4 separate regions of the Mus musculus genome follow, and regions 2, 3 and 4 are each linked to region 1. The links are chromatin contacts, called in public promoter capture Hi-C maps. All regions are on one chromosome and are shown on one strand. The core of a region is the stretch at or near the end of the contact, and the rest is flanking DNA. Distances in the headings are between cores, read along the strand shown.

The links. Promoter capture Hi-C pulls out the DNA fragments that hold promoters and counts their contacts.
Region 2: a contact with region 1 is called in a promoter capture Hi-C map of pre-B cells. The contact joins the promoter of Exosc8 here to the promoter of Slc33a1 in region 1. A contact is called at or near these places in 1 of 39 promoter capture datasets (pre-B cells) and 2 of 484 Hi-C or Micro-C datasets (CD4 T cells and CD8 T cells).
Region 3: a promoter capture Hi-C map of pre-B cells shows a contact between it and region 1. The contact joins the promoter of 4930593A02Rik here to the promoter of Slc33a1 in region 1. A contact is called at or near these places in 1 of 39 promoter capture datasets (pre-B cells) and 1 of 484 Hi-C or Micro-C datasets (CD4 T cells).
Region 4: a promoter capture Hi-C map of pre-B cells shows a contact between it and region 1. The contact joins the promoter of Ift80 here to the promoter of Slc33a1 in region 1.

The regions. Positions count from the first base shown.
Region 1 is chr3:63,960,228-63,966,170 of GRCm38.p6, reverse strand. It overlaps Slc33a1 (solute carrier family 33 (acetyl-CoA transporter), member 1), which reads left to right and starts at 1,438. Exons shown (of 6, transcript NM_015728.5): 1 at 1,438-2,755. The coding sequence starts at 1,981. It also overlaps a transcript of Gmps not described here.
Region 2 is chr3:54,731,584-54,737,526 of GRCm38.p6, reverse strand. It overlaps Exosc8 (exosome component 8), which reads left to right and starts at 2,163. Exons shown (of 11, transcript NM_027148.3): 1 at 2,163-2,519; 2 at 3,195-3,231; 3 at 3,361-3,424; 4 at 3,796-3,869; 5 at 4,782-4,827; 6 at 5,310-5,415; 7 at 5,501-5,546. The coding sequence starts at 2,503. It overlaps Alg5 (asparagine-linked glycosylation 5 (dolichyl-phosphate beta-glucosyltransferase)), which reads right to left and starts at 1,988. Exons shown (of 10, transcript NM_025442.3): 1 at 1,878-1,988. The coding sequence starts at 1,943.
Region 3 is chr3:58,689,816-58,695,758 of GRCm38.p6, reverse strand. 4930593A02Rik (RIKEN cDNA 4930593A02 gene) reads right to left here and starts at 3,170. Exons shown (of 9, transcript NR_045167.1): 1 at 3,138-3,170. Siah2 (siah E3 ubiquitin protein ligase 2) reads left to right here and starts at 3,371. Exons shown (of 2, transcript NM_009174.3): 1 at 3,371-4,363. The coding sequence starts at 3,944.
Region 4 is chr3:69,000,843-69,006,785 of GRCm38.p6, reverse strand. Ift80 (intraflagellar transport 80) reads left to right here and starts at 2,216. Exons shown (of 20, transcript NM_026641.2): 1 at 2,216-2,354. It overlaps Smc4 (structural maintenance of chromosomes 4), which reads right to left and starts at 2,048. Exons shown (of 24, transcript NM_133786.4): 1 at 1,696-2,048; 2 at 573-710. The coding sequence starts at 705.

The DNA.
Region 1 (5,943 bases), core at 189-2,688:
GAAAAGAAAAGAAAATCAGAAACAAAAAGGAGAGATAGTCCATCCCTTAATCTCAGCGTTCAGGAGTAAGAGGCAGGTGGATCTCTGTAAGATCAAGTCCAGCCCGGTCTACAGAGTGAGTTTCATGCCAGTAAGGACCATACAGTAAGATCCTGTTGAAAAAAATAGAGACTTTTGGTCTCACATAGATAACACTATAAACTGTTTTCCACTCCAATTTTTGAGACAGAGACTTGCTATATATCCATGGATGGCCAGGAACTCGTTTTATAGACTAGTCTGGATTACAAGCATGCACCACCACAACCAACTCTGTTCCTCTCTTTAACAAAGATTAGAAGACTTCATGGTCACTGTGTTCTTTCATTGAAGTATATCAGACTAGGTGTGGTGGCTCATGTATAGAATCCTAGGACTCTAGAAGTTAAGGCAGGAGTATGGCCATAAGTTTGAGACCAGCCTGGGTACATATGCTAGCTTATGTAACCCAGGACTCAGTATCAATACAATGAAAATGAAAGACGAATAATAATAATAATAATAATAATAATAATAAGCAAAGTCTCACATTTCTATGACCATACAAGAGCTGGAGAGAAGGGGGAGGAGAGGAAAAGGAAGGACCCAGGGAGAAATGAGAAGAGAACATGGGAAATTAGCTAAGTGGTTAATAAGCTGTAGAAATCAGAAAAGTGGGAAGGCAGCAAATCCACAAGGGAATTTATGGTTTGTTTTTGTTTTTAATGAAGAAAGCATGTACTATTACACTTGAAATGGCATTTGAAAAACTGGCCAATTATGAATCCAATAAAATTCTTGGAAAACTTATTTCTTTGTTATCACTGAAATACTAAATCTAGTATCTCAACATTTCAAGCTCTAAGAGCTTCCAACGATTCACCAAAACTCGAAGAAGTGCGTCGTTATGCACTTAAAATGCATAACCATGGATGACATGAAAGGAGAAAGGTGGTTTCGAGACGTTTCCATTGGCAAAAAAATAAGATGCAGCAGACTGAAATTTACCTCCTTCACTCTGTGTATCTAGCGTTCCCCTACATTTCTTCCTTGACATTGGGGGAAATGGACAGCCTTATTCGTTCTGTGTATTAGGTAGGAGTGTTTCCATTTAGTCGGGCATAAAGGACCCACAACCTGACACCAAAGCTTAGTAACTGCAGGTTCACAAAGCAGCATTATTACCCAACTACAAGCCTGGAAGTTATGTACTGAATTAAATAAGTACAAACTCGCCTACAGACCTTGTGCAATGTTATCACCAAGGCCTAGGCCAATCCAGAAAACCCGCGCTCACGTGGCGACGAGGGCCCAATGGCCGAGGCACACGAGTTCCATGCAAGCGCATGCGCAAACGGAACCGGGTTTGTTAAGACGTTCCGTCCTGGACGCTCGGTACGCTGGCGTTATTCCTCCCTCGGGGTTAGAATCGAGGGAATTAATGGTTCCTAGCAAACGTTGCTCGCGGTCGCCGCCACCGGAACTTGTTCTGATTCGCTGGCTCCGTCGGGAGGCACGGAACCCATTTTGGCAGGGAACCACTTCCCGAAGCGCGAGGCAGGAAGTTATCCTTTACCTCTGGTGTCTACTGAGGAGGGTGCCCGCTGCAGTGTCAGCTGGTGGACGGGCAAGAGAGCGTTCGAGTCCCCGCTGCAGTTAAGAGCCAGACTCCGTCGCAGCGCCACGGCACGCTCCGCCAGCCTCAAGCCGGGTGCGGCTGCACGGGGAGCTCTTGCCGGCTCCCTGAAGTCGCTCCTGTGGGCAGCGACCCAGGCTTCGCCTGGGCCACCTGCCAGGGATCTGGCTCCCTGCTGCAAAACAGCGACCAGTCTCTCCGCGTCCGCCCTCCCGGCGTTGAACCACCGTGACCCGGGTCCAGAGAGACTGCCTTGGACCTGGGACTAGACTGATCAAAACGCCAGCCTCAGGCCCCCACACACCGGGCTCTGCGTCGTCTCTGATATGTCACCGACCATCTCCCACAAGGACAGCAGTCGGCAGCGGCGGTCAGGCATGTTTAGCCACGCTCTGGATATGAAGAGTGGCCCGCTGCCACCGGGCGGCTGGGATGACAGTCGCCGAGACTCGGTGGGCGGGGAGGGGGACCGGGAAGTTCTTCTAGGTGATGCCGGCCCTGGTGACTTACCTAAAGCCCCGCGGAGCTATAGATCCGAACTAAGTAGCATTTTGTTACTACTCTTTCTTTACGTGCTTCAGGGCATTCCCTTAGGCCTGGCGGGGAGCATCCCCCTCATTTTGCAAAGCAAAAATGTTAGCTATACAGATCAGGCTTTCTTCAGTTTTGTCTTCTGGCCATTCAGTCTTAAGTTGCTCTGGGCTCCCTTGGTTGATGCCGTCTACTTTAAGAACTTTGGTCGTCGCAAGTCCTGGCTTGTCCCTACTCAGTATACACTAGGAATCTTCATGATATATTTATCCACTCAAGTGGACCGTTTGCTCGGAAATATTGATGGCAGAACACCGGATGTAGTTGCTCTCACTGTGACATTCTTCTTGTTTGAATTCCTGGCTGCCACACAGGACATCGCTGTGGATGGTTGGGCATTAACTATGTTATCCCGGGAAAACGTGGGCTATGCTTCGACATGCAATTCTGTGGGCCAAACAGCTGGCTACTTTTTGGGCAATGTTTTATTTTTGGCTCTTGAATCTGCTGACTTTTGTAACAAATACTTGCGGTTTCAGCCTCAACCCAGGGGAATCGTTACCCTTTCAGGTAGTGTACTTAAAACTATTATACTGTTAGGTTTATTTTATGCTTATGAATGCTTTTGATGAAACATCAGATGGGAGCTCTCATTTGTTTGCATACATTTTTTACTTTTAATGATGCACAAGATATTTTACTTCATTTCCCTTTCAAATTAACACAATATTGGATTCCATTATGAGATTTTCATACTTTGCTCACAATCACTTCCATAACACAGCCTTGTTCTCTACATCTACCTCCTAGTCGTCTTCCTTTAAACAGTTCACACACACATTTTTCTTTTCCTTCCAGATTCTTTCTAGAAGAGAAACCATTTGATGTTTGTCCTTCTGCTTGCTTTTGAATTTTTTCTGAATTCTGTTTACAGGATTTTTAAAAGGCTCTATATATCCAGCTTGAGACACAGTCCTGCTTCACCCTCCCGAGTGCTAATATTACAAGCATGTGCCACTACAGCTGGCTTTTTAAATTTTACTGGGAACTTATATGATAGATACCTAAGTATGTTTTCTGTTTTATTAAAGTGTGCTTCTTTCAAGTATTCCTTATGTCAGCCTATTAACACAGTCATATTGATCAGTACTCTTTAGTGAATAGGAAAAAAGCAACCGATAGAATCACAAAATTTCTGAATTAAAGATCCATGGACATTTGCCTGACACAGAAGTATACATTTTAAAATGTGGGTCATATGGTTCACATTTTTTCTTTTGTGTTTTGGTGAATGTTTTCTTGCTTTTCAATCTTTTTCCACCTTTATTTCACAAGTAGTCCCCATTTACCCATCTACTGAATGGGAAGAGTATTTAATATAAGCATTCTGGAATTGGCTAAGTGGCAGGATTCTGAGGACCTACTGCAAATAAAGACTGTCTGTGCAAACTAGGAACAGTAGAGATGAACATTGCTGAGGCCCAGAATAGCCGGCCAGTGACCATGGTAGAGATAACAGTTGACTTTATTATTAGTTAAACCTTTATGTAAGCTGGTGTGATTTTTTTTTCTTTTTATTTATTTATTTTTGGTATAACTGGAATTTGAACTTTGTTCTCCAGAAGATTCTAAAATAGCTTACTTTAATTAATTTCTATCCATAGTTGACTTATGATTTAGTCTAAAACATTTTAAGTTAAAGAGTTTTTAATTTTAATGCTTACACATAACCACATTACTAGTTTTGAGGTTTCTGTAATTTGGTAATAACATAACTATATTCTGTGTATTCTGTTTCTGTTTGTGTGTTCCTGGTTCTGGGAAATGAACCTAGTACTTCTACATAAAAGGGAAGCCATCTTCTACTGTGCTAAGTCTCAATCCCATTATTAACCAGTGGGACTTTTTCCTTTTTTTCCTCTCTCAGTGCTAGGAATCTATTATTGACCTTTGTCTAGCCCCTAGTTTTCAACAAGAGTCTAGACTGGTCTTAGACTTCTATTCCCTAAGGACACATATAGTTAATTATGTACACCACCATGCCCAGTTTAACTACCTAGTGGTTCTGAGGAATTTAAAGAATGTGGAATCATAAGGAAATATCGTTGCCTAGGTAGTTAAAGAGAAGATAAAAACAGTATCTAGAAAATCTGTGTATTGGAAACCGTAACTTGAAACAAAGAAAACAGCCAAGGGTTTGAGGATGGTTCTGCTGATAAAAGGTCTTGTTGCTCTTGCAGACGTTTTAAGTTTGGTTCCCAGCACTCATATGGTGGCTTACATCCTTCTGTAACTACAGTTTTAGGGGATTTAGTACCCTCTTCTGGCCTCCACAGACACCAAGAATGCAGAGTGCATGTACTTACATTCAGGCAGAATACTAGTACACATGAACATAAACCTTTTAAAAACATTGTAATTCTGTAATTAATTATGGATACTACAGAAGGAATATACTGAGGAATGGTTTGGACATTTAAAAAGCAGTGCTCTATAGACAGCAAATTGAGAACAGGAAGATGGGATGAGATAAGATCTGGAGGAAACAACCTTGGTTATATTGACTGCTTTTTTATAGCTTCATAACAGTTCTGAACCTTTTCTCTCATTCCATTTGTTTTCCAAGAACCTCTAGAGGCAAAGACAGACCCTTAAACAGCGAGGAGTAAGTAATGAACAGGACAGAAGGATGACAGATGTGGCTTTTCCTTCTCTATAATGAGAAGAATGTTGTCAAGAGGCTATTTACAGATAGATGGGCCAGGCAGTGGTGGTGCACACCTTTGATCCTAGCACGAGGGAGGCAGAGGCAGGCGGATTTCTGAGTTGGAGGCCAGCCTGGTCTACAGAGTGAGTTCCAGGACAGCCAGGGCTACACAGAGAAACCCTGTTTAGAAAGAAAGAAAGAGAGAGAGAGAGAAAGAAAAGGAAAGAAAGAAATGAAGGAAGAAAGAAAGAAAAGGAAGGAAGGAAAGAAAGAGATAGATGGACTTGGAGTTAGGTATTTGTAACTGTTAATATGATATTTTGTCTATAGTTGGTAAGAAGTTAGTGGAATCCTCAAGGAAAACCTTAAGATGGAATTATCTTAATATAAGGCTTTTTTTTATGGGACAAATATAACATTGTGATTCCCAAGTTATCTGAAAGCATCACCCACTTTTAGAATGCCTGATTCTTAGTAATGATAGGTTAAAGTTTTAATTTTTTAACTGACTTAGGCTGAGCCACCATGTCAGTTCTGTACGCTTAATTGCTGAGCTACCTTTCCAGCCCCTGTGTGACTTTGAAATTTGTTTTAAAATGAGTATGCATATATAGGAGTCGATCAGAGAAAAAGAGGGTATATTTCTTTGGAAAAAAATGTAATGGATATAAATCCTATATCTACTGGTAAAGCACTATTTATAAGATAAGCATTTTGAACAGGGAAGAAAGCAGACCAATATTTCCTTAATAATAAATTTGTCTTATAGTACTCATTACCTTTTTATGAAACAAATGCTTTTTAGAATTTAAGCAAGCTGAATTGGTTCATTACTAAATAGGTAAGTCATAAGTTGTTTGTATGTTTTTCTAATATTGGCTATACTACATCCTTTAGCACTCATGCGAGGCTTAAAGGATTACACTGGGAGAAAGCTCCGCACCTGAAAAGGGCTTGCACCACAAGCCCAAGACCTGATTTCAATTGCTGGAACCCACAGTGGAAGGAGAGAGCCTACTCCCCCAAACAATAATAAACAAAATATTACCTT
Region 2 (5,943 bases), core at 914-3,413, 9.2 Mb after region 1:
TCCATCTGTACCCACGAGGGCTGCATGAAAGGGAACAGGTACAGGGGGTCACTTGAGGACAAGTAGGTGAGTCACTTGAAGGCATTTCTCAGACCTGTGAAAAAGAAACTTCAGCATCGAAAGAATAATCACTACACTGAATGAAGACAGAAAAATTTACGTCTGTAATAACGCAAAAGTAAAACTGGCCACCCTCTTAAGATGTCAGGGGAAACATCTCATCATTTTTAAAAAATGTGTGCTTTCATATGTGAAAGTGTTTCTGGTGATTGGGTACCTGAGGACTTTTCATTTAAAAAAAAACAAAACAAAACACTCCAAAGCCCATCAAAAAGACACACGTGAACTTAATTAAATCTCAAGATCCTACAAGAAATGTGGAGGGCAAGTTAAAGATGCTTAGGAAGGCGTCTGTGAAATCCATACTGGCGCCAGGTGTGGTGGTGTGCACCTTTAATCCCAGCACTTGGAAGGCAGAGGCAGGCAAATTTCTGAGTTCGAGGCCAGCTTGGTCTACAGAGTGAGTTCCAGGACAGCCAGGGCTACACAGAGAAACCCTATCTCGAAAAAAAACCAAAACCAAAACCAAAAAAAAAATCCACACTGGCAAACTCCATACTGGCAAACTCCGAGTATTTAAATTGACAGGGTATTTGGAAACACAGAAATAACAGGTTTTAAAGACGGTTGGAATTAACTTATTACAGTAAAGTTTTAGAAGGAAGTCCTTATAGAAATAAATGCAGATGATTTAGAGATGAAATGTTATTTGGAATTGTTTTAAATTTATTTTCAAAAGTGGGCGGAGGCCGAGCATGGTGGCGCACGCCTTTAATCCCAGCACTCGGGAGGCAGGCGGATTTCTGAGTTCGAGGCCAGCCTGGTCTACAAAGTGAGTTCCAGGATAGCCAGAGTTATACAGAGAAACCCTGTCTCAAAAAAAAAAAAAAAAAAAAAAAAAAAAAGTGGGCGGAGAGAAAGAATGCCAACAGGCAGATGGAAAGTAGGCTTCAAGATGCAACGCACTGCACACCAAGTGCAACATGCTTGCAGTAAAATAAAGGGTACCTCTACTCGTTCAAGCCAGTGGGATCTAGTACAGTCCACACAGCCTCATCGTGCACACACAGTCAGCTAAGTCTGTATAAAGGATTCAAAGTAAAGTGGCCACAACCCGGAACGTGGCCAACAAAGTTCAGATTTGTTCCAAGCCTTTAAAGAAGGCATTTTAGTGAGAGAGGGCGCCTGGCTTCACCGGACACACAGCGACAGTCATCTGGCTACACCACTCCAAGACTGTGCATGTGCACATGTACATTGGCTAGGTGGCAGAGGCCTTTCTGGCCACCTGTCTCAATACAGGCAAGCTTTTCAGAATCTGCTTTCTGAATGAGTTACAGGCTCCTTTTCAAACTATGTGGCAGAGTTTAGTTGGCAAATATGTCCTCTTCTACATAATCAGAAGGGGTCTGCCACGTTTCTACAGGAATGGCAAAGAAAACGCTAAGGTGCCTGATTCTCAAGCAAAAAAACCCAAAACAAAACAAAAAGACCCCTGGCCAAAATGAATAGAACGCCGTCTGGGCCTATCTTTTGCTGACCCATCGTCCCTAGCCTTATGGATCGGCCGCTCTTTCCAGCTGCAGTGCATATGGGAGCCCCAGGAAGAAGACTGGGGAGTGGCGTGGAGGGGTGACAGGCGGGGGTTCAGAAGCAGGAGCCCCGAAAAGCTGGGCGGAGGCTCTGGGCACTCAAATAGGGTTCCAAAGGGGAACAAAGGTTCAAAGGATTTCAGGGAATCTGAGGCCAAGGGAGCCAAGCACGCGAGGGAAGCGCGGAAGGGACACCCGGAGCACCGGACTCCACCACGGTCTCACCAGAATGAGCGCGGCAGCCGCCAGCGCCACGCCGAGCCCCAGCAGCTGCAGTAGCAGCGTAGCCATCCCGCAGCTCCACACTTGCGGAAGCGCGGTGCGGCGCCGCGCCCCGCCCCAGCCGGCCCCGCAGGAGAGGCCGGCCTAGCCCTCGCCCGCCGCCCGCAGCGCCCCCGCCTGGCCGTGCCCCGCCACGGCAGGAAAGCCGAGGCCTCCCCGCAGCGCCCCCGCGCGGCTCCGCCGAGGACTGCAGGCCGGTCACCGAGTGCGGCAAGTCAAAGCCCTGGACCTGTGCACTGGCTTCACCCCTCGCGCCGTGCAGAGCAGCCATCTAAGGATGCCCGGCGCCGTGGAGGGTTTTAGGGTCACCCCCTTTTCATCTCGTGCGCCTGCGTGTGTGTGGGAGTGTGTTCGTGCACAAGCGCGCGGGCCCGTGGGACCCCGCGAGATTGGCGACTAGCGGGACGCTCGGGGTGGCCGGAGCTGGCGTTAATGCCTCGGGCGCAGGAACACGGTAGCTGCACTTCCCTAACCCAGGATCCCTCCGAGTGCCCTGGGCTGGAGGCACGCCTGGCGACCGGAGGGCGCAGGCGCGGAGGGCTGCGCAGGCGCAGAGCGGGCCGGAAAAATGGCGGCTGGGTTCAAGTGAGTGGCGGCGCGCGCAAAGAGGGCCCGGGTGCGGGTGTGGCGCGCGGCGGCGGGTGGGGGCCCCCCCGAGGACTCGCGGGGCCGCGGGAGGGCTCTGCCCACTCGAGGCGCTGAGGGACACTGCATCCAGGACGGCCCGGACCTCTTAGCCGAGGGCCACGCCGCTCTCCACGCAGGGCCGCCCTCGGAAGGGACTGGGAAAGCGTTGGGCGCGCTCTGGTTAAACCCGGAGCCGCCCACGCGTGCAGCCTGCAAACTCGCGTCTGCGGTGCGTGCACCGTACCTACCTGCAGTCACTTGTGGCCGCGGGTCGGCGAGGAGGCCAAACGTATGTACAATACACTCTTCCGTGGTAAAGTTGTGGATGCTGGCGAGTGTGGTTTATAACGGCGCGAAGTCACGCTAAGGTCCCTGCTTCAGAGCACGAGTGATGTGACTGACACCCAGGTTGACCCTCTTCTGGGTGTGCCAAGGGCCTCTGTTCCTCCTGACTATGGCACAGTTAAGGTCACCGCTGGAAACCGGTTGCTGCTGTGTGGCTTTTATAAATACGGGCCACACAGTTTCAAACGCCTGAGCCTGTCGAGATCACGCCTCAGACACCACACTCTCAAGTTCTGGGTTTCTGCTTTAGGACGCACTGACTGAGACACGTTTTAAACATTGTTTCAGAACTGTGGAGCCGCTGGAGTATTACAGGAGATTTCTGGTGAGTGAAGGTGGTTTTGTACGTTAGAGCTGTGGGTAAAAACACCAAGCTTCGGTTCATTTAAATGAATGAGGCTTAATGCTGCGTACCCGAAATACATCTATGACCCGTTTCCTTATAAACATTTAGAAGGAAAACTGCCGTCCTGATGGAAGAGAACTTGGTGAATTCAGAGCCACAACTGTCAACATAGGTGAAGATAAACTTCCTTTTAGTTGGGTGGGACATCCTTGGTGTCACGTAGTTTTTCAGCCAGCTCTACTATGTCTAACGCAATCGGGTGATGTTAAGAGATTTTTATCATCACACCAACCTTGTAGTTGATCTAAACTTTAGTTCAAATTGGGAGACCGAAGAAAAAGATGAAAAAACGTTAAGTAGTAATATCATTTTCAAGTCACTGACCTGAACCGGTCAAAAGTTTCAGGGGGTGGGTGGGTGGGGGTGGGGGGAGTTTCAGAGGCAAACAAAAAGATTTAAACTACTTTGTAGGAAACTTTGTGGTTATTTTCTTTTTTTTTTTCTTTTTAAAATTTTTTATGAATACCAAGTTTACCTTTCCAGGTTCAATCAGTACAGCGGATGGCTCTGCTCTCGTGAAGCTGGGGAATACCACGGTCATTTGTGGCGTTAAAGCAGTAGGTTTCCTGTATGCCTGTAATGTCTGAATTCCAAGTTAACTGCATGCTTATGAGGTTGTACTTGATCAGGGGCTGGTATTTGGAATGATATTCCCCAAGGTTGGTTTTTGTTTTTTTGTTTTTTACATGTGAGCATCATTAACGCTTTACAAGGTGAGTCCTCAGCACGTCACACGTTAGGGTTTCAGCAATATCGGTTTTGAAATCGACTGTTACAGTGACACCTTTAGCCATCGATAGCTTTTGTTCGTCGTAGGAATAGTAACTGTCTGCTGAGCTTTTTAGATGCTCTACTGTTACCAATCTCTGTAAGTAGAAGGTAGGCAGAGTCTACTGACAGAACCTGTGCTTTCTCACGTTTCACTGAGCAGCTTTCCTCGTTTAGGTCTGTGGTCAAGCTGAAGTAATAACTGTCAGACCACATACTGCTTGCCAGGATTATACCTGGGACTTAGTGGCACTGTCTCACTTGGGCCCTCAGGAGTAGGCAGGTACTGTTTATCTGTCCCTGTGTCAGCAGAGGAACTTGAGAGATAAGTAACTTTCCCCAGCTCTTGCAGTCTCTTGTGTGGATCTATAGCTGCACTGGGCTCTTATTGCTATATACCTCGCTTCTAGCCACTACTGGCTCCCCAGCCTGGTCATGTCAGTGTCGCTTGGGGATTAAATTCAGATTTGGCTGCTGAACAAGTCATAGGGTGGGCATAATCCCACTGGTCCTCATGGATGAGCAGCACAGTTTGATTACACTGCCCTTTAACCTCCCTGGGAGTCACTAGGAAGGCAGTGCCAGCATCCTTAACATGGGTTAATTGGCTGAAATGGTCTCTGGCACGGCCTCTGTGGATGACTAGAATGTCATCGTGTTGCGTGGCTTTTCTCACTGGAATACATTGTTTGCTTTTGTAGGAATTTGCAGCACCACCAGTAGATGCCCCCGATAGAGGATATGTCGGTGAGTTAAATGCTCATAATTTTAATGAATTATAAGTAAGTTGAGAGATACCTCTGGCAGTGAGGTAATTGAGGTGGATAGCAATTCCCAATGTTCAAAAATAGAATAACGACTCCCCAGCTCCAACCCCACAAAGCTTTCTGCTTATCAGAAGATAACGGAGAGGGGAAATCCCAAGAACTTCAGTTTGCCAACCCTGTATGGACAGGTTTTTATTTACATATTCAGTTGCCCTTATTCAAAAAGCCAGTATTGCAGATTAAAATCCTGTCTATGTTCTATTTAAAGTACTGGGCAATATTTTTGGTCTTGGATTATCTTTTCCATAGGTGGGAAACAGCATTTAAAACTTGAATAGTTGGATGTGAGCAAAGAGTCTACCCATGGCCAGTCACAGTGTCCCATGCTGGGGAGCAGTCCCTTTACTAGTAACCAAGCTGTCAGAGCTAAAATTTAGTTCACAGCTGCAGTGTTTCTTTCAGTCCCTAATGTGGATCTACCACCGCTGTGTTCTTCGAGGTTCCGGACAGGACCTCCTGGGGAAGAGGCTCAAGTAACCAGCCAGTTCATTGCAGATGTCGTTGACAAGTAAGGCTGTTAGGATAGTTTTACCACCATTCATTATCGCGTGGTTTGCCTTCCCATTTACTGTGTTCTTTATCGTTACATCAAGCTCACAGGTGATTAAGAAAGAGGATTTATGCATTTCTCCAGGCAAGGTAAGAGCAGCCTGCGCTTTTATGAGCTCTGAAGTGGCCATGTGGCCTAACGGGGTAGTGGAGATTACTCAACCTTAAACCCTGACATTTTAGAGTTTAGAAGGAATCCTGCAAGTTCATTTGACCCTGTATTTGTCTAAATAAACAATTGCTTCATAAATCCTTTCCAGCTGGGTTTTATTTAGTTTAATGAGTTAGAGTCACACTATGTACCCGGGCCGGACTTTCCCTCCTCCTTCTGTATCTTACCAAGTGCTGGGATTACAGACAGGTGTATGCCATCATGTCATGTCAACAAGTAACAAATTAGCTGTCTAGGAAGCTAACTTTTAAGCTAAGGTTACACACATACACACCTTCTAACTAAGGAAAAAAAAGCTTTTATTCCTTATAATAG
Region 3 (5,943 bases), core at 1,921-4,420, 5.3 Mb after region 1:
CCCATCTGCACACTCACTGAGCAGCAGCTCGAAGCTAAATGTTCTCCACGGAAATGAGGAGTTCAGACTCACAAAGCAGAAAGGCTCCCTCTCTCATCCAAGCCCCTTAGGGAGGAGAAATGTGGCTGGAAAGTCCAGTCTAACAGCATGGGAGGTTAGTGATGTGCCAGCAGGCCTGTCCTCTTCTCCACTGTCAGCAACTGCCCCGACACCTCTCATTTGCTTTGTTTCTAACTACCCTGGCCGATTTAATCAGGAGTACCAAGCTTTAGAAGGAAGCGATTCTCTACACCAGGTGAGTCATCTGCCAGGGTAAGAGTTGTAGCTTTAGTAACCAAATTCACTTAGTGAAGAATTATTTTTCCTGGGTTTTTTGTTTGCTTTTGTTTTAGGGTCTTTTCTTTTTCTTTTCTTTTCTTTTCTTTTCTTTTCTTTTCTTTTTCAGCAGCCTCTGAAACCATACTTCATTTTGAAATATCAGAACCTGCTAGAACTTGTCAGTATGGCCAAAGCAAAGACCCCACTTCTGCAGCAAACATTCTCAAACTCTGGAAATGGGGAGTCTCTGACAGAGGACAGAGGTCAGAGAGACAAGGGAATGCAGTCTGTCATAAATTCCAACTGCTAGGGTTCTAACTTGAATATATATATATATATTCTCTCCAATAAAGGTGAGACCGTGGGTGCTTTTATTTCCTACCATTTTTTGTGTGTGCCCAACAGAGGTGAACAATGAATAAACAGAATACTTTCCTGTTCAGACCAGCTAAGAATGAATGACGACTGCCTACACAGGGCAGCACTTCATTATGGTCTCTGGAGCTGATTTCTTTTTATGGTGAGTGAGCTAATCACCTCATCTTAGCAAAGTAGGAGTCAGATAAGATACGAGCTCTGGAGCAGGTTCCAGCCATCTTGGCTCTGTGAATCTGAGCAAACCAAACTCCCTATGCCTCTGTTTCCTCGACTATAACCATAGTATCCACCCTATGACGTGCCTGGAAATCTAAAAACCCATTTTACCCATATAGTGGGTGCTCAATAAATACTATTTTATAGTCCCCATAGCACCAATCTAGAAGTTCAAGTTCAGTATATTACAGGGCTTTAAAAAAAAAAAAAAAGGCCACAGTGAGCTGGTCAGTGGTGGCACACCCCTTTCATCCCAGCACTTGGGAGGCAGAGGCAGGCAGATTTCTGAGTTCGAGGCCAGCCTGGTCTACTGAGTGAGTTCTTGGACAGCCAGGGCTACACAGAGAAACCCTGTCTTGAAAAAACAAAAACAAAACCCAAGGTGAATCGGAGGCAGATGCCTTATTCCTTTGTTAGCTGTCCATATACTAGTTTCATACATAGCTAGTGTATGTAACACTCCCACTACACACACCAAGTGCCAGTCCATCTGTAATACATCCTCTGTGTGCATCCACTTTTCACAGTCTTTCCACCCCCCAAACCCCCACTGTATTCTTTTCCCTTTTCGAATTACTAGGAATTGAACCTAAGACCTTGCATAAGCCAGACAAACACCATGCCACTAAGCTACACCCCTAGCCTTTCTTTTCAACTGTAGACAGTATCACTAAGTTGTTCATGCCGGCCTTGAAGTCACTTTGTAACTCAGGTAGCCTTTGAGTTTAGCATCCTTCTCACTCAGCACCCCTAAGGAGCTGAGTTTATAGGCCTGCAGTCTGGACATTTCCCAAACCTCGGAGATCCTTTGCCCTGCCTGAGCGGTTTACCACTCCTGCTTCTGTCCTAGAATTTAAATGAGTAAGAACTCTTCTCAGGACAGTGGCTGGCATACACAAAGGGAATATTTGCAGGGTGATTAGGTGGCATGTATCACTAAGTTTTTCTCTACAACTTTAGATAACCCAGTTACTCATGAAGTCTTTCTAGATTACAAAATTTAACTTTGTTTTTTTTTCTTTGAGCAGATTCTATTCATTGACTCTAATAATAAATATTCACTGTTATTTTTAAACTACGGCTATCATTTACAAGGTGGCTATGATGGATGAGGTTCTACAAGAATGGCACAGAGAAACTCAAATTGTTTAAATTCACTTTTACAGAGTAGGAGACTGGAGCCAGGAAGGTGGCTCAGGAGGGTAGTGGTGCCTGCATCAAGCCTGCCAACTTGAGAAAGTCGACTCCCACAAACCTGTCCTCTGACCTCCACGTGTGCACACAAGACAGTCACAAACTAAGTCAGGATATTAAAAAGAATTTCGCTCGAAGTCACAGGGCACTATTTTACCCTATCCTGACTAATCTCTGTTTTCCTACAAAGAGTATCAATACTAGCTTTTTCCAATTCCAGTGTCATCAGTTCAGGCATAAAACGCTTGCCATAGCAATTGTGTGCAGGGTATGTCCATTATACGGTTCACTCCAAACTCTCAGGCGCTCTCTAATTCTGGGGTTCTGAATGGTGAAGAGTACCTGGAAATAAGTTTTACTGAGACTAGGGGAACCCTCGGAGAGTTCTCTTATTGCTAGACCGGAAGGTAGGCTGTAGATGTCCCCTGTCCCACCCCCACCACACTTAAGGTTTATTTTTATTTATGGGCATGTGTGTATATAATGTGTACTGGTACCAAATGGTATCAGATCCCCTGGAGCTGGGGTTACAGGCAGTTGTGGGTGCTGGGGACCAAAGTCTGGTCCTCTAAGAGTAGTATGTTGAGGCGTCCCTCCAGCTCCCGTGGGTGCCTTTTACACCTCTAAGATGGGGATCTTAGAGACTTTCCATATGTCGGGTGTACAAAGACAACTCAGGAAGAATCCAGCACCAATCCTGTCAAGCTGAGGGTTGGTAAGGGGTAGGTTGACCTCACCCATTTCCTTCTTCCCAAAGCCCCAGGTAAGTAAGCTAAAAGCCTAAGGTTTGGACCAGGACTAGACGTTAAGGACTCAGGCACCAGAGGGTCTCCTGTCATTTGGGGCCTCACAAACCCAACCCACGTGTATGGTATTCCTTGGAGGTTTTAATTCTCCATCGAGTCAGAGTTGTCAAAGAGGTTCAGGTTCTCTCAATCAGAGGCGGCCAATTCCAAGAAGCTTTCGCCAGTGGGCTTTCGAAGGAAAACCTAGCGTTAAGGTCCCAACCACTGAAGAGCCCACCCTCGTACCTAACTGCCGGGCCACACCCGAGGCCTTCGCGCGGCTCCCGCCCGACTCCGGGTCCCGCCCCCGCGTGTCAAGCTACCGGCCGAGTAGCCTGATCGCCAGCTGCTCCAGCGCGTCAATGGCTAAAAGAAACGTGGGATTCCGAGCCCCGCCCCCCGCCCCGCCCAGCCCCGCCCCGCCCCCGGCGCACTCGCGCGCCCTCCACGCCCACGCCGGGCCAGCAGTTGCCCTTCTAGCTGGAGTCGGTGCGGGTCGGCGTAGGTCCCCTGGGAAGGGTCGGGAGACTCGGGCTACGTCCTTTCCCTGGGCTGCCGGCTTCCACTGTCGCAGAGAAGCGACCCCACGCGGCGGCGATCGACTCATTCAAGGGCTCCCAGCGAGGAAACCGCTCGGGCGCTGCCAGCTGGGTCGGGCGGAGCTGCGCGGGCCGCAGGGTGGCTCTGCCAGTCCCTGAGTGCCGGGTCGGCCGCACACGTGTCTTAGCGTCACGTCCGCGCGCGCCCCCGGGGCTTGCGTCAGCTGCCGCTCCTGAAGCGAGTGGGCCAGGGCTCTGCGCACCAGAACGCCGCCGGAGGAGGGCACCGCACGGCCGCGAGCCCCGAGAGCGACGACCATCCGGGTGCCGCCGAGAGGATCGGCGCGGTCCGGTCCCCGCCCTCCCGGTGCCGGTCGGGTCCGCGCTGGGTCCCCCGGGCTGGGCGCCGTGGCGTTGCCCCGGAGCCCGCCACCCGCGGGGCGCGCACCGCCTTAACCCGGGCGGCCCCGCGGCAGGCAGACGCCCGCAGGTCCATGGTGGGCTCGGAGCGCGATGAGCCGCCCGTCCTCCACCGGCCCCAGCGCTAACAAACCCTGCAGCAAGCAGCCGCCGCCGCCTCAGACCCCGCACGCCCCGTCCCCGGCTGCGCCCCCGGCCGCCGCCACCATCTCGGCAGCGGGCCCCGGCTCGTCCGCGGTGCCCGCCGCGGCAGCGGTGATCTCAGGCCCCGGAGCCGGCGGCGGGGCCGACCCGGTGTCCCCGCAGCACCACGAGCTGACCTCGCTCTTCGAGTGCCCGGTCTGCTTTGACTATGTCCTGCCCCCCATTCTGCAGTGCCAGGCCGGGCACCTGGTGTGTAACCAATGCCGCCAGAAGTTAAGCTGCTGCCCGACGTGCAGGGGCGCCCTAACGCCCAGCATCAGGAACCTGGCTATGGAGAAGGTCGCCTCGGCAGTTCTGTTTCCCTGTAAGGTAAGTCCAGCCACCATCCGCAGATCTGCCAAGGAACCTTCCAGAGTTCCGGTGCCCTCCAGCGCACTTGAAGGCCCTAAGAGGCGAATGGCATTTCACTGTTTCCATCTGTCTGTCTGTCTTTCTCCTCTCCTCTCTCTCTCTCTCTCTCTCTCTCTCTCTCTCTGTCTGTCTCTCTCTCTCTCCTCCCTCTCTCTCTCTCTCTCTCTCTCTCTCTCTCTCTCTCTCTCTCTCTCTCTCTCTCTCTCTCTCTCTCTCTCTCTGGCGCACTCTCTCTGTCTCCGGTGTGTACGTGTGTGTACCTTGTCTATTGTTTCCAGGCCAACCTGTCCATTTTGGGAACTAGCAACTAGGGTTGACGTTTGCCGGAGCACTGACTGTAGATAAGTTGGCACTTGATGACGGTTTAGAAGCATCCCAGCTCTCCCAGCCAAGTGCCGCCGCGTCCACCGCAGGGGTGTGCTCTATAAAGCCTGGGCAGCTTAATGTGAACAGGGAAGCTGGCAGTGGAGATTGTGGAGGAAGGAAGCGGACGGTTTCCAGCGCTGAGCTTGGCGAGAACGGTCCTGGATTCCTCCTGGACCCAGTGCCCAAGATCTGGAGCACTTGAGAGAGCGCTTTGTAAGGGGAAGCGGATACTGCCTGCTTAGCACGGGAGCCCAGAAAACCCAGCAAGCCACGCCTTCTCTCAGCTTCCCAGACTTGCGGAGGACTCAGAAGTTGTAGCTGCTGTTTGGTTTTTGTTTTGGTTTGTTTGTTTGACTAACTGCGATGAACTCGAGTCCACAAGGACTCAACGCAGACACTTAAGAGCGTTATTAGTTCTCTCTCCAGTGACAGCATTTTATTTAGTTGCCTGTGCTGGGGGGTGGGGTGGGGTGGGCAAACCACAAGTCAAAGTCCGAGCTCTCATTCCCATGGCTCCAATGGTTTGTTTAGGACCTGTGTTTACATCCTCACGGCTAAATTAATGGAATCATGCATGTCTATATCTGAAAGCTTCTTTTTTTTAATACTCACAGAGATAGTGTTTTTTTTTTCCTCTGCCAACCAGGTTTACTAATAATATCCTCACCTGAAACTTGACTTGATCTCCTGTATTTTAAATGACTGATAGCATTACATTGTGTGGTTCTGCTATAACATCCTGTTGCCAACACTGAAACCCTTACAAAACTCCCCACAGTCTCATTTATATGCCTCTTTCTAACCTAGACCTCTGTCAAGGAGTTCATTTTCTGAACTTATAGGTGGGAATAATGTTAATATTTCTGAGATTTTTTTTAATGAAAGTAATTGTTCTACCTGAGACTGTTTTGTCTTGCCTATCTCCTTAGTGATTAATTTTTAGGGCAAGAGCTGTTTTAAATTAAAAATAGCTCACTGGAAATTTTCGTTTTAGGCTTCATAGTCAAGTCAGTAAAATGAGTGAGTTACTTTGGCCTTCTGCCCAGCTACAAACCCAATTAAAATAGCTTATTCAAATAAGGGTTTAGGCTATAGGGTCAGCTTATTAACTTGCTTGCCTTTAGCCCCACCCCAGGTCCTGCTTACTAATTCACTCAACTCAGGTGCTGCAT
Region 4 (5,943 bases), core at 967-3,466, 5.0 Mb before region 1:
ACAGTAGCTCTTAATTTCTACCCTCCGCCTGCTCTACGCTCTCAATTATACCTTCTCTTTAAAGGCAATCTAGGGGGCCCAGCAATTTTTTTCTTGTGTAGAACCCAAGTTTGGTTTTCAGCACCCACAATGGGATGCTCGAGGTTCATGCCCTCCAGGGGCACCTGCACTCATGTACATATGCCCGCGTCACCCAACACTGACACACTTTATAAAGTAAAAATTAGTATTGCGCCCCAAAAGACAATCCAACAGTAAAGGGCGAGTCACGCAACTCCACATCACATTCACTCCAGTCTAAGGGCGCAGAGGCGCTCAGCACCCATGCCGCTTTCAGCGGAAATATGAGAAAGAGGTCAGTACTACTCTAAAACACAGAAACTCACAACGCAAGTTTTCCGCTCACTCTCATATCTTCCAGAACCGTTAGAGCAAACTGCATGGAATTCCTCTGAAAACCAAAGAACGGCTTTCCGGAGCTTCCCAAATCAACCTGTCGTCGCCTGCGCCCCGCCACCCTCAGAGGGTCTCCACAGGCTTCCGACGCACGGGGATCCCGACCTGTCACTCACTTGCGGGTGCAGCGCTCTCCGCTTCGCCGGCCGGTTGCTCCATCTCTTCGTCGCTGTGGGCACCGTCCTGGGAGGGCGGCGGCCCTTCCTCCTGGTGGCAGGCAGTGGAGGGCTTGGTGCCCTTACGCCGCATGGTGGCTGCGGCAGAAGAGTCCCGAGTCAGGTCGGCCCGCAGCTCGCCGCTCAGGCCCCGCAGCAGCAGGACGGGCTCCGCCCAGGACCCACCCCGCCACCGCGTTCCCCAACGCCGCTAGCCAGTAGCGGGTCCCTAGGAAAGTGGCTACTAGGAACCCAGCAGTGGCAACCGGGCGGGACGGGTTTTCCCACGCCCCAGCTACGTGGGGAAACATAGCCGCGCCTGCCATCGCGCCCAGGACGGAGGAATTCGCTCAGGCCACCCCCGCCCCTGTGGAACCATCTCATAAGAGAAGGACGTCTGCTGACAAGTCTCCTCCCGTCGGGGCTGGGGAGTGAATGTGCTCGGAATCGGGGAGGGAGGGAGAGAGGTACAGAGTGGGAGAGAGAGAGAGAGACAAGTTCGTCCAGCTTCGGGGCTGCGTGGCTACTCTCCAGAGCAGCAGCGCCTGCCTGCCCGGGCGACTTGTCAACCCCCTCCCTTCTCCCCGCCATTTAGGTCCTGACGCCCGGACGGCCCTCGGAGAAGTCCAGGTCTCTTTTCCTCATCGCCCCAGCGGAGAGGATGGCCGAAGCCGGAGTCACCCGCCACACACTGCTGAACTGGACTCTGGCAGCGTCTGCTTGGGTTGGGTCACTTTCCGGGATAGTAGGGGGTCTAACCCTCCCGGGTCCGGGGCGGAGTCCCGATGGACGACAGTGTAAGCCATGCCAAGTGCCCAGGAGAGGCTCTGAGTGGGGCTGCAGTCCCCTTAGGAGACAGGACGGATCGGCCTGGGGGAGGGGACGCTCTGGCCGAGCCAGGCTCGCTGCCTCCCCCAGGAAGAGGCGCCGGAGCCGCCGCCCGGCCGCCGAGGGGGAGGGGTGACAGGCACGGGAGCTCGCCGAGCCGCCTCCGCCGCTCCAGCTCCAGGCCTTGGGGTTGCGGGCGCCCGCGGGGCAGGGAGGAGAAAGTGTGACAACCTGATCTAGAAGAGAAGGACTTCACCTGTCGGCGGGTCCACTCCGAGCCGGGCTGAAATGGTGGCACGGCCGACCCCCCGCCTCGCTCCTCCCGGTGTCTCGGCTCCGGGTCCTTCACTCGAAAATGGCGCCTAAAATCCAAACTCGAACGGAAATTCGTTACAAACGCGCGCAAGGGTTTCTGGGACCCGCGAATTTGAAAAAAAGTGCGGCGAGTCCCACCGCCATCTTCGGGCCGTTCGGGCGCATGCGCGGGCTCTACCCCAGGGACCGTGGCGCCGAGGGCCAAGTTACGACTGGGAAGGGAGAGCAAGCAGGGCTACGTCCTTTCTGTGGACTTTAACAGAAATGAGAGTTTCGCACTTCTAGAACGACAGCATTTGAAAAACTGGAGGAATTTGAAAAAGAAGGAAAAAAAACAAAACAAAACAAGCAGGGTCCCGCCTACAATTGTAGGCGGGTCCAAGTTGCCCAATAACACCTTCCAGGGAGAGGGCGGGCTCGGTTAGGGGCGGGGTCAAGAGCCCGCTCGGGTGACTGGCACCTAGCAAGTATCGCGGGAACATGGCAGGGGGAAACGCTCGCAGCGCTTAGAAATCACTATGGTGACGGAAAGGTCGGGAGGCTATTTGGTAACTAGTTCGAGCTCTGAGAGCAGTCGCCACCGCTTTCCTGGAACTTGAGGTAAATTTCTTCATCTCCAGAGCCTTTGAAGAAAGGGCTTGGAAGCGGTAGCGGTCATTAAGACCTAGCTTCTCTTGGTTAGATGGGATGAGCTTTGCGGGAGCATCAGTTATTTTCCATCTTCTTCCAGCCACCAGGGTGTTGATCTTGGGATGTGGAGTTTACAGGTAAAGCGAGGAAACCGGGATTATTGAGTTAACCTTGTAGTCCATTTATGAATAACAATGATTTTTGAACTATTTTGTGTAAGTGACACTACTGAAAGGTGTTGAGTTTAAATAACCATTTGGCCAGCAGGGCTCCTAGTGGGAGAAAGGATTCGCTGGTGATAACTAGTTACCGTTATGGGGGAATTAGTTCATAAGTAGCATTTGTCTTTGTTACACAGTGAAAGGAATAGCAAGGGTTGTTAAATGGATGCGGCAATTCCTAATCCCGAGCGGTTTAGTTTCCTTAATGGGCTTTTAACCTGAGTTTGAGGATAATGATGGTTGGGACAGAGTTTCTGACTCTCCGAAAATTGTATACCAAGTTTTGTGTGTTTTGGCATTGTTTTCCTGAATGTTTAGTGACCCTATAATTTTGAAAAACGGTCTGTATCACTCATCCTCCCCAATGTTAAAGAACCGCTGATTAATTTCGCTGCCCCCAGTAAGTATTTATACAGCAACTTTTAAATTGAGAGCTGTTAGCCTTTCTCTTTTTTTTTCCTCAACCTATTTAGGGTTTGGCATTTTAGAGCACCAATAAACCTTTTTTTTTTAAAAAAAAAGATTTATTTATTATTATAATCTAAGTATACTATAGCTGTCTTCAGGTGCACCAGAAAAGGGTGTCAGATCTCATTACAGATGGTTGTGAGCTACCATGTGGTTGCTGGGATTTGAACTCAGGACCTTCAGAGAAGAGCAGTCAGTGCTCTTAACCACTACTGAGCCATCTCTCCAGCCCACCAACCTTTAATGAATGAATTTACATTGTTCTAAAATATATTATGGCTTTGAGATGCCTAACACTTAGATTCAGTGATTCTCAGGAAGTGCTGGAGAGGACTACAAGTGTGGGAGTCTGGAGGAGTTTGGAGATTGGTGTGGTTTGAATAAACGTTTGCTAATATAATAATGTACCTTTATATTTCTAGTTGAAAATAAATTGTCTTCATAAAATAAATGTCACCATGAAGCTCAATGAATATTTTTTGGGGGGGGTATGGAGGACTAGTAGGAGTACCAAGAGGATAAAGGGATTCTTTTTAGGGGCTTCTGGAGTATTTTGTATTTTCAGAGGTTCTAAAATACAACAAAGCTGAGCGGAAGAGATACCTGCTATGAAAGAAGTAGACTGGGCCAGGGGAGATGTGTGGTGTTAGAAGCACTTACTGCTCTTGCAGAGGACCCAGGTTCTGTTCCTAGCACCAACATGGCTCTCAGAACCGTCTGTAACTCCAGTTCCAGGGATTCGGTGCCCTCTTCTGGCCTGGAGAGAGACATGCATGTGAACCACATCATGCAGAGAAGACACTCATACATGTAAAGTAAATGTAAGAAAAAGGTAGAATAGACCATATGGGAAGGTGTATATGCTAGTCAGAGCAGAACTTACTAGAAAGCTATAAGTAGGAAGCAGGAAGGCTGGAGAGACGGCTCAGCAGTGAGGACCACTGCTGCTCTCGCAGACCTGGATTTGGTCCCCAGCACCTATACTGAGAGTTTATACCTGCCTGTAACTCCAGTCCAGGGGACCTGACGCCCTTTTCTGCACAATGGTGGTGCTCGGCACACACATACGTGCATGCAGTATACACATTAAAAGTTAGAAAACAACCCTAAATCCTATTATTTCTTTGGATGTAGAATTGGGCAGTTTACTCATCAAGTGTCTCTGGGAATGTTAAAAATCAACAGATAATGTCTATCTCAGAGCAGTGTTTGTTCATCTAGTATACATAAGTATTTGATATTACTATGTGATGGCATTTGAGGAAGAGTAATTTAGGAAGGATCTTGAAAGGCAAATTAAGAATATAGCTACAGGCTGGGTGTAGCTTGGGAGATGAGGCAGGAAGTTTGCCATGCATTTAGAATACCTGGGCTATGTGTTGAGTTGGAGCCAGTGCTATAGAGTGAGAGTGTTTTTTAAAAAAAAAAAAAGGAAGACTTCTTAACAACTGAAATGGGTTATGTTGTTACAGGGAAAAGAAATCAGTCATAGGTTTAGATAGATCGATATTAAACACTCTTTCCTGAGTAGGGAAGAGTGCCTAGGCAAGAGAAAGGAAAGATTCACGGTTCTTTTGGACAGACTACTGCTGTTACAGGTTTTGGTGGTTAAGAGTATAAACCCTTAAAGACAGTCAAGTGCCGTTCTTTATGGATCTCTGAGTTAGTGAAAAGGCAACAGGTAAAACAAGCAGTAGTGCTGGCCACTGAGTCGGATGCTGGTATCAGTATGGAAAGTCTTAACTAACGTGGAAAGGAGTGGTCTTCAGTAAATCACTTAACGACAGCCTCAAATTTAAATGAACTTAACCATGCCCTGTCAGAACAAACATCTCCCTCCCTCTCTCCTTCCCTCTCTTCCTTGAAACAGGGTCTCATTATAGCTCAGACTAGCCTTGAATTTCCTATGTAGCCAAGGCTAGCTTTGAATTTCTATTTATCTGGACTTCGAGGCAAGCATCATCATGCCTGGCAGCACAGACATTTTTATAACAGCTATAAACTAAGTTGCGTAATGAAGAAGAGATATAACCGAGAGCTATAGAGTAGACGTAAGTCGGAATGTGAACATGATGAAATAGGCATTTAGGGATTAGGGATGTAGGCTTGGTTGGTAAAGTGCTTAAAGAGGCCCTGGATTTGATTCTCAGCTCTGCATAAAACCTATCATGGACAGTATACTCCTGTATTGCCAGCACTCAGGTGGACAAGGCAGGAGTAGAATAAATTCATGATTATTTTTCACAGCTAGTTTAAGGTTAGTCTGGACTATTAAGCTTCTGTCTCAGAGAAACAAAACAAATCTGTGTGTGTTGGTCCAGGCCTTCTAGCACCTGGGGGGCAGAAGCAGGTGCATCTCTGTGAGTTCAAGGCCAGTCTGGTTTATTATATTACTGAGTGTGATTAAAAATGTCAAACAGTATTGGGGGAGGGCATAGTGCAGTTGCAAGCGCCTGCTTTGTACCCAAAAAAGGTGAGGAAATAATTATCACTTCTCGTTGAGTTCTTCCTGTTATCCATCACTTATATATCTTCTTATATATCTTCCCAGAGAAGTGTTTTAGTACCCGCCAGCTTAAATCTATAACATCTTTTTCATTTGCACACAGGGATTGAATTGTATTTTACAAAAGTTTTGTAGTATGTGTACACGGTATGTGTATAGGCATGCTAAGGCACACATGTGGAGATCAGAGAACAACTTCGTGGAGCCCATTCCCTTCTTCCAGAGCCTTTAGGTGGGTTCTGGGGATTGAACTCCGGTCATCATGCTTGTGTGACAGGTTCATTTACCTGATGAGCCATCTTGCTGACCCTAAGTTTTATAATATTGCTATACATCTTGCTTTTCTTTTGAATATTATAGTTAT